2 separate regions of the Hordeum vulgare genome follow, and region 2 is linked to region 1. The links are chromatin contacts, called in public Hi-C maps. All regions are on one chromosome and are shown on one strand. The core of a region is the stretch at or near the end of the contact, and the rest is flanking DNA. Distances in the headings are between cores, read along the strand shown. Region 1 holds the start of LOC123444087 (tubby-like F-box protein 1). Region 2 holds the start of LOC123444089 (pentatricopeptide repeat-containing protein At1g30610, chloroplastic).

The links. Hi-C and Micro-C count contacts between places; a contact is called where the count stands out from the background.
Region 2: a contact with region 1 is called in a Hi-C map of seedling, with 2.3 times the contacts expected there. The contact joins the promoter of LOC123444089 here to the promoter of LOC123444087 in region 1. A contact is called at or near these places in 3 of 6 Hi-C or Micro-C datasets (leaf and seedling).

Annotation. Positions count from the first base shown.
Region 1 is chr3H:426,363,325-426,369,603 of MorexV3_pseudomolecules_assembly, forward strand. LOC123444087 (tubby-like F-box protein 1) reads right to left here and starts at 3,896. Exons shown (of 4, transcript XM_045120701.1): 1 at 3,474-3,896; 2 at 2,147-2,234; 3 at 872-1,001. The coding sequence starts at 3,767.
Region 2 is chr3H:426,760,297-426,766,575 of MorexV3_pseudomolecules_assembly, forward strand. It overlaps LOC123444089 (pentatricopeptide repeat-containing protein At1g30610, chloroplastic), which reads left to right and starts at 3,924. Exons shown (of 10, transcript XM_045120703.1): 1 at 3,924-4,021; 2 at 4,143-5,513; 3 at 6,259-6,279. The coding sequence starts at 4,237.

The DNA of each region.
Region 1 (6,279 bases), core at 2,646-5,145:
TGAAGGGCTGGCCGGCACTGTCCGTGGAGGCATCTGGACGCGCCTGCGGACGTTTAGGGGGTCAAATTTGCCCAGTCCAGTTGTAGATGCCCTTATGTTTTGGACACAAACCATGAAACCAAACATACCCTCAAAACAGTGACATTGCCGCAACATGAACAATGGCACCTTCAAAACCAGCTTCAGGGGGTTAAAGTGATTCAGTATTCAACATTCAAGGGGCTAAGTAAGCCACAAACTTGAGGGGCTTAGGACAAACATGACACTTGGGATGAGCAAAATGGACTTTTCCCTTAATGATAATATAAAAAAGATAAAATCAAAAAGGGATCCTCAGGACCTAAAAATAAATAAATAAATAAATAAGGACCATAAAAAACAGCAAATGTGAAGCAATCATGAAATGTAAGAGCTTGCACACTCCCAAGAGCAATGATAAAGAGCTTAGGGTCTTAAGACATAATGTAAATACTTCAGCAGGCCATCACAGAATTTCAACGATGTGTTAGTTTCCATGTGAGAAAGGGATGAGTAAGGCATCTTAGGCATGCCACCAGGTCAAAGGGTTTGTTTTGCAATATTGCAAATGATGCATCCTTTGACCTCGGAATCGTATTACTAGCATTCAAATTCAATGAAGAACAATACAAAGTGGAGAAGTGGTACTAACTGGAAGTTTGGAACTCTGAAGTCCTATATTGTCTAATGGCTTTTATACCGCTGTGGACCTAGGTGTGTTTCATAAATAAATACCCATTTTTTGGTCCCATATTTGCACCACATATATTGCTTCAACCAATTTGAACACTTAGTAGGATACATAAAAAATAGCATGGCAGGTTGAGACGACTGCAGCCATGTAGAATCTCACCTCAGTTTCCCCATATATGCATTGCTCCCTTGTGACAAGTCGTCAGCATCAAGGGATATAATGTACTCAGTATGAGGACCACGCCTAAACCTTCTTGCGGCCATGAGAAACTTCCCTTTATCTACAGTAGCTGCAAGACAAGGACAATATGTGTATTAAACTATTATCATCAGGCACATTTGATGCTGAAAATGATCAAATGATATTATGAATGGTATAATGCATTGTAAGGGACGACCATGGTAACTAGTAGAACCAAAGATTATTCATTTAGGGCAAAATAACAATAGTACATAGCCACACAACAAACTTTATCCTTTAGCAGATGAGGGTAAGGATTTGGTTGAGAAAATTGGTGCTCTATAAATACATGAACAGGTCAATCTACTGCCTATGCACCTGAGTGTTACAGATAGTAACAAAGATCAAGTGGAAGATCTCAAGTACTATTATCTGTTTCATTACAAAGATCAAGTGGAAGATCTCAAGTACTATTATCTGTTCAATGAAATGAAACGTAAAGTCTTTTGCGTTTTCTCTAAAAAAAACTTAGTATCTTGTAAAACTATTCAAGCTCCCAAAGATCTGGGGAAAACTTTGAGTCCCTTCAGATTCATGCTCCAAAAGATGCTCAAGTCCTATAGGCATGACAGAACTAAACCCTTGGAATTGAACTTCTGAGCTAACCAATCCAAATAATGAGCAGCACTATCCATTATTTTATATTTGAAATATAGCATTATCACAACACACATTAACGATTCTAGTCCAGAATTTGGTGGATTTCTGCATGTTCAATTCCATTATCCGGTCCACAACTGTCGCCCCAGGACCCCAGTTTAATGCATACAGAATTACAGATACAAATTAGCGAATGGCCCTGAAACCCCAACATAGGTGCATTTGTGCTGGTTGATTACTAGTTGTAGTGCCAGGAAGGGAATATGTATAAGAACAGACAACACATGCAAACACAATGCAGATGCAAAATAATAATAATTGAAAAGTCATTATCGACTAGGAGAAACAAGTGATACGCTTCCAATTAAAGCCTTACTGACTGAGATCCAAAAGCTATATATGCAGCATATTGCTGCTTATCAAGTGTCATCGTGCATACAAATACGAAGTTTTTTTACTAGACCATTGCTAACTCTTAAATATATTTCTTGCTAAATGTGTCCTTGGTCCACTGATAACGAGTTGGCCCAAATGCATACGCAACATAAAATAGAATGAGAAAATCAAGGCAGTACACCCATCAGATAGGCTTACCAGTTGTCAAGCCAAGGTAGAGGTAGAACGTAGAGTTCTTCTTATTCCGCTTGATAAAACACTGCATTGGAAACTCCTTTGGCCCTGGCTGTTTGACATTATGTTGTAAGATTAGGCATACAGATGCTGCATAAGAAACTTCTGTGCAAGTCCCCAAGTAACTACAAAGGAATCCCTCGCATAAATAGCTTCAACAGAAACGTAAGAAAACTATGGGTACATTTGGTTTTAGCCTAGCTTGGCTGTATCAAATAATTGGCTAGCCAGATTTTTGGTGGAGCCTTTGCTTGCCTAATTGGCCAACACTGACTAGAAAGTGAACTGAAATGGAGAGAGAAGCATTGGCATGACAAAATATTGGTAGCCATCCAAACATAGACCAAATTTTTAGCCATGACCAAATTATTGGTAGGGTGGGTTTTGGCCACCATCCAAACAAATCCTATGCTACTCAAAATAGGCAAGACGGAATTTCTCATTGCGGAAGCCTTGCCATTAAAATCCAATTAATTGAGTTCCTGTTTGCAGGGGGATGACAAAAATACACAAGCCAAAATTTCTGATCGTCGACACGCCAATCGAAACCACCCATCGAAATACACCAAATTTAGTATCGCCCAAACCAAGAATGAGAGCGTGAGTGCACTTTTATGGGATGGCATACAGCGCGACCGGGCAGTGGCACGACGCATGGAGCAGCACCCCACTTTCACCTGACGTCATTGATGTACACCATGGCCCCAGCACACAAACCGTTGCATGGCTGATCAGACGGTGGATTCTCAAAAAAAAGGCTGATCAGACGGTGTGGTGCCCGGCGTGCCATAAGATCAGGGAGAACTTGGTTTAAGGCATTTTTATAAATAAAAAAAGGGTACAAGAACCGATTAAGGGCCTCATTGATTGGCGGGAGATTATCCCATTTCCGGCAATAATTGAATTGTTCCCTGTGAATTCATGTGAATCTAATAGGCCATGAGAAATAACATCACAGCTACATTTACAGGTCCAACCTTCCAAATCGCACAACAAACAACCTTAGCATCTATGGAAATGGAAAACTAATGGACCTAATGTATAGGCAGGCGCGAAATTTGCCGCTCAGGCTTAATCCGATGCCCTACCTGTCTCAACGGAGAGGAACCTTTGGAAAAATTACGGATCGAAAGGGAGCAAATCATCATCAGTTTCCTCCTTAATAAAAACTTAAGTTTGGGATGGGGATTTCCACAGCCCTACACCACCACACACGGAACCGGAAGCAGAGACCCCTACCAATCGACGGGTATGAGAGCACAAACCCACCAGGCGCAGCTCCCGTTCTCACCTGCTTGAGCGAGGACGGGAAGGTGATCTTTCCGGACACCGCGGGCGGCCGCACGACGGCGACGGCGGCTTCGCGCCACCGGCGGCAGACGCAGGCGCAGGAGACGACATCCTTGCGAGCCGGCCACCTCTCGCCGCCGGACGCCTCGACGCGCCGCACCACCTCCGAGAGGAGCTCCGGCAGCAGGCGCGCCCACCTCTCCTCCTGCTCCTCCGGCTGCCCGTCCTCCTTCTCCTCCCCCATCTCCGCCACCTCGGAGACCTCGCCCTCGGCCGCCGGCTCCTCGCAAGGCATATCTTCCGCCCACCACTGTACTGCCTCCCCACTAGGTTGCGGGCCTCTTTCGTCGGCCTTGGTTTTTTGCTTTTCTTTCTTCCAACTGTAACCAAAACCGCGTTCGGCGATGGAGAGAAGAAGATGGAGTACTTGTCTGGAAAAGTGGATCTAGCGGACAGGTACTGTGACCACTCATCACTGTGGTGCGTGGCCTTTCTTTAATTTCTTTCCTTTTCCGTATTATCACAGTGGTGAAACGATCACACACACACACATGAATTTTCTTCGCTGTGCAAGTTACTCTTTCCTTTCTTTTCCTTCAAGGCCACGGGATAAACATATGCAAACAAAATCCAAAAGTGGATGCGTGCTACGTGTCGACTGGCTGATTTTATGGAAAGTTGGTAAACTTGATGTCCACCTCATACATCATGTGTGAGTCGTCGAATTCACTTTCACATGTGAATGCAGCGGCCTCGTCCCCTCTTAGCCGATCGGAAAATCGTCAATGTTGTCCTCAACGCCCTTCAACATGGTCGACGTTGCAGCTATCACATGTCTCTTTTCACACGCTTGCTCTATTGTATGTAAGGAGTAGAGGTAGATCAAGACTAAGACTCACATGGAGCGTATGTCTCTTTCACCTGCCATGTGTTGCAATATCATTGATGTTGCACTCGTCACCCTGCAACATGGTCACCGTTGCAGTGGTCACGTGTCCCTTCTCAGTCGTTCACAATATGGTCGATGTTGGGCTCATCGTCCTGCAATATGATCATTGTTACAGTGGTGGCGACACATGATCATCGTCCTTGCAGCACCAATATCGTTGTTAACACAACATGGCGACATCATCATCATACAACGTCGCTTCTACAAACACCCGCTCAGGGAGACCTTACAGTAGTCGATAATGCCTTCTATAACACTCAAGATGTGGTACTATCCTAATCATGGCTCAAGGCCTCGATACGAATAGAATCACATCTCGTTGTTTCACAAGAACAAATATCATCGCGTATGCATTTTAAAAAGAGATGGGTATATGAAGTTAGCTTACACTCGTCACAAGCTAAGTCAATATCATGCAAATACAATCATCCAGAAGAACAAGGTCCGACTACGGACAAAATCAAACCATAAAATGGAGATGACACCTATCTCGCTAATCTTAGGAAGCCGACCAAAGGGTCCCGCTACTCGTTTGGATAGGTGACGTAGATACGCCCACGCTCCTCGTCATACTCTTACTAGAGCCTGGAGGCATCATCTCGATCAACCTCGTATGTATATGTACCTGTTGTGTTGTAGTAATTTGTGAGCCATGGGGATTCACCAATCTCATCGCCAAAGGTATCAATCTCATCGCCCAAGGTATCAAGTCTAATTAAGTTTCTAGGTGAGGCATGGTTAAGTGATGAGGTTGCAGCAACGCTATATATTTGGGTGGCTAATTTACGAGTACAAGAATAAGATAAGAATCTACACATTGAACTAAAATATGATCAAAAGGTGATACTGAGCACCTACTTAAAATTTATACACAACCCCACCGTATTTTTTCACACCATTTTCATACATAACCCCACAGTTAAATTCCTTGGATTTTTTTTTACTGTAGGGGAAAATGTCTCAATTATTTATGCAAGATTAACACATATACCAAAATCCAGAGAAAATAGAAAATACAAATCAATATATATATATATATATATATATATATATATATATTAAAAAAAGTAAAAGGACAGGGTCACCAGGGGTTGTCCTAGCCGCTGATTGTGACAAGTGGCCCGAGTGCCACGTTGCAGGGACTAACCATTGGGGCCTAACTATCGGCGACACTTTGAATGTGAGGCAAGTTAAAAAAGCGGGACAAGCAGGATTCAAACCCTGGTCTTATGGGTGGAGGCGCAGCGCGACGACCAACAATGCTAGCTGTGGGGATGCGCTCAATATGGGGCACGAGTCAGGTTCAACTAACCTAAGTGAGGCTAACCTTCTTCTACCTTGCATCAGGGAAACTGGCGACGATGCCAGCGAGCACAACGACGGCTGCCGCGGGTGAGAAGGGCCAGCGGGGGTGCAGAAAGCGCAGGGGATCGGTTCCCGGAGGTGGTGCAGCAATGCAGCGGGGGTGGAGCGGAGCTCGAGTCCGAGGCTGGCTCGGCTCTGGGCACTCGCGAGGAGATGCAAGGCGAGGCGAGACAAGGCGAGGCGATACATACGAAATCAAACGATAAAATGTAGATGACATATATCCCACTAATCCCGGGAAGCCGACCAAGGGTCCCGATACTCGTCCAGATAGGTGACGTAGATACGCCCACGCTCCTCGTCATACTCCCACTAGAGCCTGAATGTATCATCTGGATCAACCTCATTTGTACTTGTACATGTTGTGTTATAGTAATCTATGAGCCACGGGGACTAAACAATCTCATCGCCCAAGGTATCGAGTCTAATTAAGTTATTAGGTGAGACATGGTTAAGTGATGAGGTTGCAACATTGTGACAGCCCGAGACCGAC
Region 2 (6,279 bases), core at 2,674-5,173, 400 kb after region 1:
GTGTGTGCGTAGGAAATTTTTTGTTTCCCATGCAACGTTCCTCAACATGCTCGTCCCCAATACATCAAAAGAGTTCTACCTCTCAGAAAACATGATTGCCAAGCCGTATTTTTGTGTTGCACATTGTAAAAGAAGAAGAAAATAGACTTGCTGAAATTCCAATAGAGGTACGTGGTTTATCAAGAGAATTTCAGAACATGCTTGCATCATATGTCATCATTGGAGGCAATTGGAGGTACCCTAATATTTTTGCAAATAATGGGCATGTTTGGTTTTCGCATAGGTTTGTCCTACCAAATAGTGAGCTAGCCGCATTTTAGGTGAAACTTTTGTTTTCCCATGGATTGCTCAATAATGGCTAGAAAAATAAACCGGGATGGCTACTGAGGCATTAACATGTCAATAAATTGGTATCCATGTAAATATAGAACAAAATTTTAGAGATGACAAAAATTTGATAAGATGGGTTTTGGTCTATCTACACATGCCTTATTCGTAGGAAGGTAGAAGGGAAATATTATTGTTCAAATATTTTTTTTTACAAAATTTGATATTTGTACTACAAAATTAAAAATTAACAAAAGTATGACCCTACATGACCCATAAGGTACTCTTTGTTATAGTCTCAGATGAAAATCCAGTTTTCGCGCAAGCTTGCAATGGAAAGCAGTCTTCCTTGACCACATCAACAAAGAATCAGTCTTCATTGACCACACACAACAAAAGCCTACAACTACACTAGGCTCATGCAAACTCACGTCCTTGCCGCTTCGGAGGTCCCTCGGCCCAACCCTCATGCCACCAGGACCATACTGATGATGAATAATAACTCGAACTTGCATCATGAAGAATGGATTTCGCCTGTCAATCTACACCTCATGTCAGCAAGCCCACATCATGCTCTATGAGAAGTTTTCCAATTATTCTCGCCCATCTGCTCATGTAGATGTTGCCAAACTCCGACACATTTGTCCTTCATCATATCATTGTTGTTCGCAACACACACTATGACCTGTGCCATTCGTGGGCGTGAACCGGATTTGCCAACTCCAACAATAACAACAATATCATGAGGGCAGTGTCTAGAAAGTTGATGACATTTAGATGAATAGTTATGAGCGATTAATCAAAAATTTTATAACCGAGTGTGATGTAGTTTTGCGATGGTCGATGTAGATTGAAAGGCAAATTCGTCCTTCACGATGCATATTTCAAGCGATTCTTCATCTGAATGGATTCTCCTTATCGATGCAGTCCTGGTGCATGAGGGTTTGACCGGGAGGAGTTATGGTCTATGGAGTAGGGGTGAAAACGAATCAGTTGTGGATTAGATAGTACCCTTACCACTTCTCTTTATCATATTTTGTAAAAAGACATGAATGCAAATATGGATGTTATTGATACAAATAAGGATAAGATGCTACTCGAATACGGATACGTATAAATTGTCTACTCAATTCAGAACCGATATAAAGAATAACGACATATGAGTTAAGGGAAACAATTCAATAGTGATGCGACAAAAAATAATCAACTTGCAACATATACTAAGTAAATGATGCACATGTTTATGAATAATACTACTATAATGCACAATAATTCCTAATTGTAATCATGCAAAAAAGTAAAATTTGACAACCCATCTGACTTTTATATTGGATAACTCGCATATGGGGATATAATTTCCCAAATTAGCTCAAGAAATCTTATTTGGATACGTAATATCCACCTTCACATTCATATGTGTGTCAAAATTCTGGACCATATTTGCATTTGCATTTGTATATGTATTTGTAGAATAAACCTAGTTATCTTTCATTTTCATTTTCATTACAATTCAGATACAAAGGTTTCAGATATGATAGACATTTTTTTGAATACGAATATTCGACATACTTGTAAAGAGTATGCCCTTTGTTCAAAAAAAGTACACCCTTCATCCCAAAATAAGTGGTTAAAATTTATATAAAGCTGAATCATTTATTTTAGAACGAAGGGAGTATAATACTTCAAAAATAATCGAAGAGATGATGATGTGCAAGAAGGAGTAACACGCCATGGGCTCACAAATCGGCCGACGCCATTTTTGGGCCCGTAGGGTAAAATATTGAGTTATTTACCCAAAACCACCACACTTGGGGCTGGGGTAACAAGTTAGTACCAGATTTGAGCCAGGTAAAAAAACCATCAGCTGTGAGCCTAATACGTAACGCGGAGCACTCACGTTGCGTTTTGGCCACGAAAACAGCAGAACCGATAGGTGGGGCCCGCTAGTCGGGTCGATGTGGCATGAAGCCCCCGCCTGTCAGCCTCCCTCCGATTCCCTCTCTCCCCCAGCCACCTTATTCCCCACCATCCCCACACAGCCAACCAAATCATGCGTCATCGCCCGAAGCCTTACCCCGGCGAGCCTCCCTACTGCCCCAGCCACATACCATCCCCCGCCACAAGCCATTGGTCCACGTGGATCCAACCCCAGCGACACCTCCAGCCCTTGTTCCGCCTAGATCCGGCGAGGATCCGCCTTGTTGCCCAGACCGCTGCCTCTGCTCGGCGTGGAGGAGCCAAGGTGGTGCACGACCAACAAGGTGGTGAACTAGACACCACCGCGCTGCTAGGGCTAGTCGTCCATGGCCGCGCCGCCACGTCAAGGGATTCACGGGCGTCAGCGTCAAAGGCGCGGTTGCGCGTGCTGGGAGGCATCTTGCGGCCGAGCACCAGTCTGGGCCCAACGGTCGTCGGCGTGCTATCGGAGGGCGTTGATTTGCGGCGCTCCAGGCCGAGCCCCATGGCCAGGATGCTTGCTCTGCGCCATGGCTGAGTTGTGCGCCGCCCTTGCTGTATGCATGATGGAGGGCAAGGGAGCTTCCATTATTCAGTGTGTGGGGTCCTCGACGACGTCCTGTCCGCGGGCGGCGGCCTGGATGAGCTCGTGCCGACTTGTTCTTCTCGTGCGGTGACCACAACAACGAGATGAACAATGTCGAGAAGCTGCTTGTTGAAATGCCCATGAAGATGAAGTAGAAGTAAAAAAAGAAAGGGAATCGTTTCCCACCCGCGCGCCGGCCGAACCAACGCGCCGGTCGCCCCCTCGTGCGCGTGGGACCATGCAACATTTTTCCCACCCGCGCGCTTTTCTAATCAATGGATGCAATATTTTTCGTCTAAATTTGTTGCAACCAGCGTCATTTTTGCTGCAAGCATTTTTTTACTACATTTTGTCCCAGTATAAAAGTTGCATATACGTTTGGTTGCTACTCCAGTTCATCGGATTTTTCATTACAATCGATGTTTTTTACTTTTGTTACAACCGTGTTAATTTTTGCTACAACCGGCATAATGTTTTGCTGCAACCGTTCACTAAAAAAGTTGCATACACATCACGTAAATTTTTGTTACAGCCGGCGTTTGACTTTTGCTACCATGTACCATCAGCTTCGTTTTTTTGCTACGATCACGTAAATATTTTTTTTGCTATAATTTTTGTTTTTTGTTGGAACTGTTGAAAAAATTGCTGCATCGCATCGAAATTTTGCTGCATAAGGAAAAAAAATGTTGCATGCGGATCCAACGGTGCGGACGCGCGGGGGTTGATGGTTCGTGCGGCGCGCCCGAAAGTCTGGACCGGCGTGCCGGCGCAGATCACTCCCCAAAAAGAAAAAGGGGAAATAAACAACCACTTTAGTCACTCACAGATGGGACCTTGTCCATCTCAGCAAATTTATCCATATAGACATGCTACATCGACCCCACAGACGGGCATATCCGTCGGTTTTGTTGTTTTCGTGACCAAAATATACTCCGCGTTACGTATTAGACGCACAACTGATGGTTTTTTATGATCTGACTTAAATCTAATAGTAACTTGTTATCTTAGCCCAACTGTGGTGGTTTTGGGGGAAATAACTCTAAAATATCATCATGCCGTTCTCCGCAGTCGAAGCACGCGCAGCCGAACAACCCTTTCTCCCAGCTCCCTCTCCCCCCGCCTACCCGAGAGGAGATAACGCAGGACAGGAAGGTACCCCCGCTTTGCCTCCTCTGATTCCATCTGCATCCGTGAAAGGATTCTCGCCGTGTTCCACCAGCGGCGCCTCGCGTCCCTCCATCTCGGACCAAATTTCGTGTTTTTTTAATTTCAGTTCTGCCACCTGCTGAATTAGCGAGTTTCTCGGCGGAGGTTTACCACCACAAGAATGCAGTAGGGGTCGCAAACCCGCCGGCCGACGAGGGGTGATGGCCGCGGTGGCGCCCAACGCGAGCATGGGGCTGCTCAATCTGGGCGGGTGCGGGGTTTTGCTTCCCTCCCTGCAGCCTAATTCGAGCGCCGGTCACGGCTTTCTGGTCCCGAGAAGGGACGTCTCCGCGTTGCCGCTGAGCTGGGGTTTGGTCAGAAGAGGCAGGGTTCTCGACGCCGGGTTCGGGGCTGCGGGTGCCTTGGCTAGCGGAGAGGCCGGTGCCGGTTCGTCGGAGCTCCGGCACATCGAGAAGGAGCTCACGTTTAGCCCCACATTCACCGACTATGTGAAGATGATGGAGTCGGTGAAGTTGGACAGGAGCAAGAGTTTGCAGGGAGGCGATTCGGATGGCCGTAGTTCAAGGAGGAGGTTCGACGGTGATGGTCGACGAGAGGATAGGGAGTCAATTGATCCAAGGAAGAAATCATTTGAGAGGAAAACAGGGTCTCAAAGGGAGAGAGGGCGTGACCAAGGCAGGGGTGAGAGGTTACCGATGAATGGCCGCACAGAAGAATTTACTGGATTGGTGGGTGATGTTAAAAACAGCAGTGATGGTCAGAGGAAAGTTGAAGAATATGTACAGAGAAGAATAGTTCGAGGCGAACGAAGCAGAATTGGAGACAGTACTGATAGGGATGACCGCAAGCAGTTTTCATCAGCATCATATGTGAAGGCTAAAGATAACAAAGGTGGTGTGGTTGCTCATGAATCAGCAGGGAACAGGCATGCCCAGTCAAATGCACGGAAGGATTTACAAGGACGTTCAACTTCTGTTGTAAGCCGTACTTCTGTCACTCGGAATAGCAGCATTATATTGAGGGACACCAAGTTGATCAATGCAAGAAGTAATATACACGAACATGACTTCAGATATCCTAGAGAGAGAAAACTTTCCGGTAGCGAGGTCAATGCTGACAGTAAATTTCATAGATACCAGCAAAGAACAGAGAATTCAGGAAGAAATCTTGTAGGTAGTTTTAGAGATAATGACGTGGACTATAGCAAACCTACTGTAAGCAAAAGATACGGCCATACACAAACAGTGTTTGAGAATTATGGTCATCGGAGTGATAGTTTGGAGCGTGGAAAACCTGAAACAAGTCGAATGCACAGAGGAGAAAATGTTCAACAGGGGAAGTTTGTTAGAAGAGATTCAAAAGCTGTCGTTGATGATAGGGCTGCTTTCAAGACTTTTGAGGCATTCACTGATGTCAGGAACAGGCCACGGGCTCTTCAAATGGAAATAGAAGAGAGGATTCAGAAATTAGCTAGTCGGTGAGTCTTCATATAATTGCTTTTATTCTAATGCCTAAGTTATCCTAGTTTACTGCTGTATAAGTTGAACATAGTAGCCTCTTATTTTTGTTTGACATGTGCAGTAGCCTCTTTTAATTTGGAAAAATATGGTCCATGATGGTAATTTATATGTACTATTCATATTATGACCTTTTTTTTTTGTTATAATCATTTTTTATTCAACATGTATTTAAACTGCTCTGTATCTTCACCAGCGGCACAATTTACCATCATCACTCACATCAAATACACGATAACTCTAAAGCTCTAACCTACTTAGCTTACATTCCCACCATTCCTTATAAAATACTATATGATGAATCATTCTAGTGACGATACTGAACATCTAGAGAGATCATGCTCAAATATATTGTTCTGACATTTAGTGGTTATGTACAGGTTATAAAGCAGGAATACGTATTCCTTAATCACTATCAGACTGTTCCAACTTTAAAAATTATTACCAAGCTATTATTTACATTGTGATGCCTAGAGGCAAACTATTATTTACAGTTTGTTTTGGAGAATTCTTCTATGCATTTATGCAGATAATTGTTTGAGAAGTTCATTACCGACTGTAACCCAGCAATGGAACTTGTAAGCTGAGCTGACTACGGAAATATTTTTGTATTTCGTGCTTTCCGCATAACTGATTATGATTAATCATGAGAAATCACCATTATCTTATACTTTTAGTTAATTTCTTATAATTCTATATTTGAAGGCTCAATGCTACAGATGTAAA